Linked DNA regions of Mus musculus: region 2 is linked to region 1. Evidence: chromatin contacts called from public HiChIP or PLAC-seq data. All regions are on one chromosome and are shown on one strand. The core of a region is the stretch at or near the end of the contact, and the rest is flanking DNA. Distances in the headings are between cores, read along the strand shown.

Region 1 (4,948 bases), core at 1,477-3,976:
GTTCCAGCACTCGGGAGGCAAAGGCAGGCTGGTTTCTGAGTTTGAGGCCAGTCTGGTCTACAAAGTGAGTTCCAGGACAGCCAAGGCTACACAGAGAAACCCTGTCTCGGGGGAAAAAAAAAAAAGAAAGAAAGATTTCAGGAACTCTGAAGTGCAGCAAGGAGAGCATGTTTTCCAGCACACTCAACCCAAATAACTGAGCATCCTTCCAAACCCTCGCTGATGAGAGGGGTGACTCTCTTTTTCCAAACAGCATCTGCTGTGAGCACTTCTACCTCCGAAAAGAACTAGAAGCTGGGACTCAAATAACTTCTGTACAATAATGTTCACAGCACTGTCATTTACAATGTTTGAAAGGAGAAAACCAACCAATGCCCAGGATGGATGAATGGGCATAGAGGTGTGGTATGCACTGTGCTAGAATATTTTCAGCATTTATGGATATTATTTAACCTTAATAAAATTCAGAAACATCCCATAACATAATTTACCTCGAAGATGTTGTGTCTGAATCCAAATGAAGTAAACCAGTCAAATAAGATAGCATATGGTTCTTCCTCCTCCTCCTCCTCCTCCTTTTTTTTTCTTTTTGAGACAGGGTTTCTCTATGTAGCCCTGTCCGTAGACCAGGCTGGTCTAACTCTGCCTCCAGAGTATTGGAATTAATGGTGTGTCTCTTTTATAAGGCATCTGAAGTGTTCGTCAGTGAAGGTTGGGGAGTAGGAATGAGGTGGGAATGGTGTTTTACTGGGCCTGGGAAGAAGGAATGGGGAGTAACTATGAAATTGCTCCAGAGTGTTAGCTTGAGGTTGGATCTTCCTACTAAGGACTGAATGCTAGGGCTGACTATCCAGTTATTTCTACCTCCAGCCACAACTATGCCACTGAGTGATAAAATATAGGGATCTGTTGGCTACTTCAAATTTAATTTGATTTTTTTTTAATCTGCATGTAGTCTGTGACCACACGCATGCCTAGTGCCCACAGAGGACACAAGAACGTGTCAGATCCCCTGGCATTGGAGTTACATACAATTGTTTGCCACCATGTGTGTACTGGGAATCAAGCCAGGGTCCTCTGGAAGACCAACCGCTGATGAGCCATCTCTCCAGTGTATACTGGGAATCAAGCCAGGGTCCTCTGAAAGACCAACCGCTCATCTTCACTGATGAGCCATCTCTCCAGCCCCTACCTTAAACTCATTTTTACTTATTTATTTAGAGACAAGGTTTTGCTATGTAGCTAACCTGGCCTCAAACTCCTTATGTAGACCAGGCTGGTCCTAGAGGTCTGCCTGCCTCTGCTTCCTGAGGGCTGGGATTAAAGGTGTGCACCACCAGTCCTGTTACCCAACAGTCTGACACTCTAGGATCTTGAAAAGCTTTCATGGAGAATATATGCCATGCTTGCCTGAAGCATGAATCAGAGTATTTACTTGCCAAAGGTATCACACAAGGGGAAGGGTGGGAAGCCCTTAGAGCTGCTACAGAGGCCATCACAGCAGCAGTGGCTCGATTGCAGGGCCAGCACACCTATCCTCATTACAACACCCTGGCATAGACCCTGGGCCTTCCAGCTCCACAACCCCTACTTAGTAGCTGCTCTTGCTGAGCAGGGATTCCAAGAGGTCCTTTAGTGCATACTGCGTGCCTCATACCTTACCTGCACCACAGGTAGATTTATATAGCCCAGAGGCATTGTCAAGAAGAATAAGCTAACTTGAGCTGGAGTGTGTGTGTGTGTGTGTGTGTGTGTGTGTGTGTGCCGCTTAGTAGGCAAAATTCTTGTCATGCAAGCATGAGGACCTGAACTCATATTCCCACAACTAAAGTGACATTGGGGACAGTAGCCCATGTATACCATGCCAGTGTTCCTACAGCAAGATGAGAGACAGGAGAATACTGGGACATTAACAGGCTAACACATAGCATTATGCACACAGCAGAGAACAAACTGACCCTATCTCAAACAAGGTCGAACACCTACACACACACACACACACACACACACACACACACACCATGACATGCACCCCTTCACCACATGCATGGTCATGCACACACATAAATAAATTTTAAGATAAATAAGAAAGCCAAGCATGGTGGCGTACACCTTTAATCCCAGCATTTAGTCAGGAGGCAGATGCAGATGGCTCTCTGTGAGTTTGAGTCAACCTGGTCTGTATACTCGAGTCCCAGATCAACCAGGGCTCCAAAAAGAGACCCTGTCTCAAAAGTAAGTAAGTAAGTAAGTAAGTAAGTAAGTAAGTAAATAAATAAATAAATAAATAAATAAAATAAGGGCTACCTTGGTGGAGCAGAACTCGGTTCTAAACTAGTCCCATACTTACTTGGCCAAGCGATTTAAACTTTAAGTACTTGGGTTTCCTCCTCTATAGAAAAGAAAACACGGTTGATCTAAGAAGCCAGTATGTGTACCTGGCCCAAGACAACCCTTACTAGAAGCGTTACTCCGTGATCTTAGGACCATAAAATCCTCCTGATCTCCATCCTCCCTTCATCAAAATGTGGTTGGCAAGCGGTGGAGCTAAGGGGTCCAAGAGAGACTGGCTATCGTGGGGAGTCAATCGTTCCTGGATGGTGAGGACACCTTTTGTGGCACGCCCAGTGCCTGGGCGCTTCTCGGGTGGAAGCAGTTTCAAGGCACGTGCACAGGAAATAGCCCCAAAGTTTTCAATGCTCCACCCCAGGGGGCGGAGATAGAAGGAGCCTCTTATTTGAAAGGGAAGTTGTGAAGTCGCTCATTCAAAGTCCGGGGGAGCGACCTGGGAAGCGGAATTCGGGGCCTGAACCTCCGTGCCTTGACCTACTGATTGTTCCCTTTGCAGACCCTGCCTTCCTCTCAGTCCACACTCCGAGCCGTAGACGTCGGGTTTCCAGCTCCGTCTGTGCACACATAACTCCAGGAAGCCGCTAGCTCCCGACGATGTCTTCTGTCAAGTTATGGTGAGTGGGGAGTGAGCTGTGTCTCCGGCACACCCACACAGGTGGCCCGGGGACACACTCAAAGGACGCCTTTTCTGAGGCAGGGGACAAAGCTGGGGGTGAGGCGGGCAGCAGTGGGGAGGCTAGACTCGCTGCCTACGCTGCCCACGCGCAGTCACGGAATCCCGGAGCTTGGGAGACAGAGGATGCGCTAGGCTGGGGGATGGGCCCCCTACCGGACAAGAACCTTTCTCAGGCCTACTGGTGCGTCAGCGGTTCCTCTGGTGAGCCGTGAAGAACTGAAGAAGCTGGAGTTTGTGGGTAAAGGAGGGTTCGGAGTCGTGTTCCGGGCACACCACAGAACATGGAACCATGATGTAGCAGTCAAGATCGTGAACTCGTGAGTGACCCCAGCTGTAGTCAGAGTGTGGTCACGAGCCTGAGTGGGGCAAGGGTGGGGTCTTCCAGAGCGCAATCCAATTTTGGCCCCCTTTCGGCGTGTAGGAAGAAGATATCCTGGGAGGTGAAGGCTATGGTTAATCTTCGTAATGAGAACGTTCTGCTCCTGCTGGGGGTCACTGAGGACCTCCAGTGGGACTTCGTGTCCGGGCAGGCTCTGGTGACAAGATTCATGGAGAATGGCTCCCTCGCAGGGCTGCTGCAACCCGAGTGCCCTCGGCCCTGGCCACTCCTCTGTCGCCTGCTGCAGGAAGTGGTGCTGGGGATGTGCTACCTACACAGCTTGAACCCTCCGCTCCTGCACCGGGACCTCAAGCCCTCTAACATTCTGCTGGATCCAGAGCTCCACGCCAAGGTTAGTCCATCTACAACCTAGTGTAGACTTGGGACCATGTTGAGTACCTGTCCCTCTGAATACAAGACTACACACATGACAAGACCCAACTAGGAGTTTTATTTCTAGTCATACCAGGTGACCCTCCTTACCAGACGCCCTTCTTAACCCCCTGGCTCAGTTCCACAGGCCTAATGCACCCTCACGGACCCAGGCTGACTTATCTCAGGCCTGCCCATCAGCAACTCAGATCTCCTGCTAAGTTCTCAATGACTTTACCTTCCCTCTGGTCCTCCATAACACCTTCCAAAAAGCTGAGGCTGCTGCATCTTCTGGGGAGCAAGAGAGGGAAAAATCTCTGACCCCCCCCTTCATCTAATACCTTCCCTTTCCTTTCCTTTACAGCTAGCAGATTTTGGCCTGTCCACGTTTCAGGGAGGGTCCCAGTCAGGGTCAGGATCAGGATCAGGATCCAGGGACTCTGGGGGCACCCTAGCGTACTTGGACCCAGAGCTGTTATTTGATGTCAACCTGAAGGCTTCTAAAGCGAGTGATGTCTACAGGTAAACCATCCACCCCAAACACACTCCAAATCTCTATACCAATTTGGGCCCTTCTAAAGGGAATGATACAGGAAAGAAGTCTCGCCAGAGGCCATCTAAGCCTCCATTTGTGTCTGTACAGCTTTGGGATCCTCGTGTGGGCAGTGCTGGCTGGCAGAGAAGCTGAGTGTAAGACTCCAAATGGAGTACCCGAAAGCACCTAAACCCCCCTGGAGCCCTCCCTTTTACCCTGACCCACTAACACACTGCCCTCTTCCCACCTCACCTCTCACTTGGATGACTCTCCCTGCTCCTGTCCGCGATAGAATGGGCTGTCCCCTCATTTCATGAATTCCTTATGTTATCCCCCAACTCCAGTGGTAGACAAGACTTCACTAATCCGGGAAACAGTGTGTGACAGGCAGAGTCGTCCTCCACTGACAGAGCTGCCTCCAGGTAGCCCTGAGACTCCCGGCTTGGAAAAACTGAAGGAGTTAATGATTCATTGCTGGGGTTCCCAGTCCGAAAACAGGCCATCCTTCCAGGGTGAGTTGGCCGTATCTCTGGCAACTAGGGTAGGCTTGGGTCTTCAGCAGGGAGCTCCTCCAAGGAAAGAAATCCGACTCATATACAACTCGCTGTTGTCTTTCAGACTGCGAACCAAAAAC
Region 2 (4,948 bases), core at 738-3,237, 250 kb before region 1:
CTTACTCCCTTCCTGTCTCATATCTAGCCTCATGGGAAGGTTGCAGGAAGGGCTTGAGAACAGGGAGATGAAAGAACACAGTCATTAGTCACTGCCTTGGAGAGCTGTTTGACACACTTCCTCTTCTGATGCTGTTGCCTGAAGTGGGGAGGAAAAGCAGGTGTGTACTCACTTGTCCTATTGATTTTGATGTTGTGGGACTGCCTGCGCAAACCTGGAGTTGATAATCGTAATCACTGTGGTCTTTACAGGCCTCTTGATCCATGATTCTCAGTTCAACCTCTCTCAGGGTAACTGATAGAGGGTTATTCTTTCCTGTTTTCCCCCATCCAGCTGTCCAGCACATCTTCCCAGGCTTGATGAAGTCAGAGGAACTAGGCAATGAAATTACATCCACATCAGAATTCAACTCTGCTTTCTTTTGTAGCTGTTGGGGGAAGGAGAGAAGAGATGTCAAAGTAGTGAAGGATGCTTGGACGAGGGGCCATTCCCCTTGGAAATTCAGTAGTAGGTTCAGAGGAAATGATTTGGAGAAGAAAGAATTTGAAGGCCTGAGCCTGGAGGAGAGTTAGAATTGGGAGACTTAAACAGTGCAATAAAAATAACGGTACCTTCAGTAACATGATGTCATAGAAACCCGAAAGGTACTGAAACTTTGGGTGAACAAATGTTTTTTCAGTTTTTATTATCTGCTGTGTGGGTTCGTTCTTGTTTATATTATGAGCTCCAAGGATGACACTGATTTCACTGTTGACAGAGAAAGAAGCAGTGAAGCATGCTGCTCTTGGGAGGAGGACTCCTTCCAGGGAGAAGGGCACCAGGCTCTAGGTTCTGTCCCAGTGCAGCATGAGAGAGACTAGAGATGGAGCTCCCAGGACCACAGCCTTGCGAGAAGGAGGCAGGTTGGACAAACACAGGACTGAGAACTCTCTCCCCACACTTCACACCCACTACTTGGATTGAACCCATGCCTTTGCACATGGCAAGTTGGCACTCTACATTGACTTACACCCCACACCATGTCTGAGCTCTGGTGACACCAGGACAAGCCAAAGCTGTAGTTTTCCTCCTGACTAGAGCCCTGGTAAAGCTCTGACCTCTGAAAATGGAGACCACACATGAGATGACCCAGTATGTGGCCCTGTGCTCCTTTTTCCTCTCTGTGTAAGGAGAGCCCATCTTGAAACTTCCTCAGGCCTCTGCTGCTCTGGGATTCTGGCTCCTGCATTTCCTCACAGGAAGAGAAGAAGCCTCTTACCTTCCATTACAGTGTGCAGCAGTCATCACAAATTGTGGGGCTATGAGAAACCCACCACACCTCTCCTTCGAACCGTTCTTAGTGGTGAACTTCAGATAGGCCATGTAAGGACGGGAGTGTGGTTTAGCCTCAACACCACCAATAATCTCCTCTGGAACAAAGAAACCCCAGTCCCTGGTCACAAACTTGTGGAACACCCCAACACAGCACCAGCAAGGGAAGATGAGGTAAAGCTGTATAACTACTCTAAGCCCACCCCACCGCTCATGGTAATCAGGCCCCTCCACATGCCCTTTGGTCTAAATTTCTCACTAGTGTTCATGTCCACCATCAGCCTTCATTCAGAACACAATGCCCATTCATGTTTTTGACATTCTACTTCATCAGACATTTCTCCACACCCTCATTTGATCTTCCTCAACACTAAGGGAAGGCCAGAGAAGAGCTGCCTATCAGAACAGGAAGCAACTTGAGGAAATGTTCTAAAGAGGAATTAGTTTTTCATTCTTCTTTGACCTACAGATTTCCCCTTGACTATGTTAGTTTAGTACACTTCCTCATGTTAGGGTCTCTATTGCCAAAGCTAAGAGATGAAGGCTGGTTTCTGAAAACTCAGAGGTTAGGGAGATGAAGACAAACTCACCAGCTCCAGCTCCAGAAGGCAAAAGAAGTGCCATCAGGAATAGTAGGGCCTGCATTTTGCCAGTGTTGAGGCCTTGGTGAGCTTCTAGGGTGTTGCTGTCCTGGTTCCTGCTTTTATAGATCCAATGTGGGAGAAAGGCAGGGCTGGGAACCACAGATCTGGTTTGGACAAGCTCTACTTTCCTTATCAGAAATTCTCATGACTGCTCTCTGGTGGTGTTGAGTCTGTGGCCAGATTCTGAGACTCCTGCATCCCATGATAAGGTGTCGACTGCACCCTTCAAAGTGGCTCCCAGGAAGCAGGACAGCACACAAAGGGAGGGGGACCTTGATCAGGGATCATGGAATGGTTCTTCTAAGCATCCAGGTATTATTGTCAGCTTTGAGACCCATGCTGCATATGTGGGAAGTCTCACCTCTGCTGTTAAACACAAACACAGACTTCTGTAGTGTATGAGCATGTGGGGGAGAGCAAGTACATTTTATTTACAAAAACTGATGGTGGGCTGATTCAGCCTGAAGGCTATTGTTTGTGTTGACCAGTGTGAGGGCATCTCATCTTTATTCAAATAAGTAGGACATGATAGAATGTGGCTGTGAGGGATAAAGATGTGGGGAGAGTATATTGAATACACAGCATATAGGGCATGAACAAGACCTTAATTAAGTCAGTGGTTCCCCACTTTCCTGATGGTGTGACCCTTTAATACAGTTTCTCATATTGTGGTGACCCCAGCCACAAAATTATTTCATTGACACTTTATAAGTAAAATTTTGCTACAGTTTTATGAATTTAATGTAAAATATGTAATGTGAAGGATATCTGATAATTGACCCCTCTGACGCAAGGTTGAGAGCAGCTTCTGTAAGTTTAATCATACTAAGTCTCTCTTTTTTTAATTTTTAATATTTTTATTACATATTTTCCTTAGTTACATTTCCAATGCTATCCCAAAAGTCCTCCATAGCCTCCCCCCACTTCCCTATCCACCCATTCCCGTTTTTTTGGCCCTGGCGTTCCCCTGTACTGGGGCATATAAAGTTTGTGTGTCCAATGGGCCTCTACTAAGTCTCTTCTATAAACATTATAATATACATTTATGGAGAACTCAATGGACTTTCAGGGTATCACAGAATAAAATGTCTTTTGTATCTGCAATGTAAGGCACAGCTTTGGGTGACGGAGCAGGCAGTGTAGAGAGAGAGGTTGGCTCATTGTGTCTAAGTACTCACGAATCTGGTCAATTAAGATGATGGGTTTGGACATGATTTTTGGTTCAAAATAAGAAAGACAACTTGTTTTAACAGATAAAAACTATTTTATTGTGATGCATTTCACAGAAAAAGATATTGTACAGCTAGATTAATGTAGTAACTCGAGCAAGCACTTGTTCAAACTGAAAGACTGTGCATCTCAATGAACCATATAATTGGACTTGATGTTCTAGAATCATGGAGCTTTGCAGAAAAATTCTAGGTCTGGTAAAAAGAGGTATTGACCATCTTATGAAGCCTCAGCTGGTTCCCAGGCTTGGAGCAGACAGCTCAGACCTCTTCACATGACAGAAACCGGGTGCCCTTGAGGAGAGTTCTGGCCCCAACTCTATCCTTCTGTATTTCCTTCCTTTGCTTCCTCAGAGCTACAAGGAGCTATCTAAGCAGAGTGATATGAATTAGAGAAAAATATATACTAATGTTTTCTATTACTGTGCATTGGATCTTACCAGATAATACTTTGTAAAGACACCAAATTATTCTATGCGGCCCCATTTAGGTGATTCTGGCCTTGAGATGGTCTACACACAGTGTCCCAAATGAACATTCTCACTTTGAAGCTCATGAATGAAGAGGTGGGACAGATATAGTTATCAATTGGCCTCATCCCCTCAGTGGTTGTCGGATTCCCGAAGTGACATTATGAAAGAAACTAGTGGAAAATTTCACAACTGTCTCTTTTTACCAAAAAAGTAAACCAGAGCCTTAGTATATGTGGAGATCTCCAGAGTTGGTGCAAATAATGCACTATTGAATGATGCAGGCGAGGTGATCTCTGCTTTATCTCCCTTCTGCATATCTATTTGCATCTTGGAGAACTACAGTGGAATATTGAAAACTTAACTGGGTGGTGACATTAGGGAAAGTTGCTCTTGGTTTAGTTTTATTGTTTTATTGTTGGCACATATGACACATCTGTTGCAGCTATCAATCTGGAGTATGCATCAGCATGCATCATCAGGGGCAGTAACATCGAATGCAGGGACCTCAATCATGTCACACTGATGGTATCATGCTTATTGGACTTGGAGTGCGGGAGGTAGCACCTACTGTAGACACCTTGGGAAGACAACACTTTTCTCTCAAAGTAGAGAAAAAAATCTAAGAGTATTGACTTTCGAGAAGTATCCATGGTCAGTGTTCTTTCATATACACAGTTTTCTCTTCCTAAAGTCAGGTTGTTTCATCTTGCTTATGCATCTATAAGGAAGAGTGAAAATCTTCCCTGGGTATTTGAAAGGAAAGTAGGCTGAGAAAAAAAATGATCACACAGGACTGCTCACTAAGTAGCATCCAACTTAAAAGAGTGTGGATGTTTGGAATAATATAATCCTACTTGATGGTGTCATGGAGACAGAGATGTACAGAAACACAAACCCAAAATAAAAACATCTTCAAACTTCTAGGAAAAGAACACCTAATCTATAACCATAATAGCACGTCCAAATCAAAATTATGTTTATTGACTCCCTGTTTCTTTGGACAATTGTAGATGCCTGTGCAAATATATGAAATCACCAGAGACATCTTCACCTTCATCTTGTTAAGAGACAATTATTTAAGTTTAAAACGTTTGGTTTTAGAATTTTCATGCAGGAGTATTGTATTTAAATATTACCATGCCTCCCTTTTGCCTTCAAACTCCTTTCCTGCTGTATTTTACATTGTTTGGTATGGAAGACCACATTGGGGGTGGGGGGATGAATGGAACCCTTCAGCTCCAAGCCCATGGCATGGGGTCCTAATTTGGGACATAGCAGTGATCCAAACTTA

Evidence for each region. HiChIP or PLAC-seq counts read pairs in DNA pulled down with a chosen protein or histone mark.
Region 2: a contact with region 1 is called in a FOXA1 HiChIP or PLAC-seq map of pancreatic cancer cells. The contact joins the promoter of Mcpt2 here to the promoter of Ripk3 in region 1. A contact is called at or near these places in 2 of 39 promoter capture datasets (hippocampal neurons and stem cell-derived epiblast-like cells) and 1 of 115 datasets of contacts at active chromatin or transcription factors (pancreatic cancer cells).

The regions. Positions count from the first base shown.
Region 1 is chr14:55,786,635-55,791,582 of GRCm38.p6, reverse strand. It overlaps Ripk3 (receptor-interacting serine-threonine kinase 3), which reads left to right and starts at 2,726. Exons shown (of 10, transcript NM_019955.2): 1 at 2,726-2,966; 2 at 3,202-3,345; 3 at 3,450-3,759; 4 at 4,144-4,301; 5 at 4,423-4,469; 6 at 4,659-4,826; 7 at 4,933-4,948. The coding sequence starts at 2,947. It overlaps Gm32092 (a long non-coding RNA gene), which reads right to left. Exons shown (of 5, transcript XR_874644.2): 2 at 4,567-4,933; 3 at 492-753.
Region 2 is chr14:56,039,162-56,044,109 of GRCm38.p6, reverse strand. Mcpt2 (mast cell protease 2) reads right to left here and starts at 1,987. Exons shown (of 5, transcript NM_008571.1): 1 at 1,902-1,987; 2 at 1,259-1,409; 3 at 612-747; 4 at 173-427. The coding sequence starts at 1,956.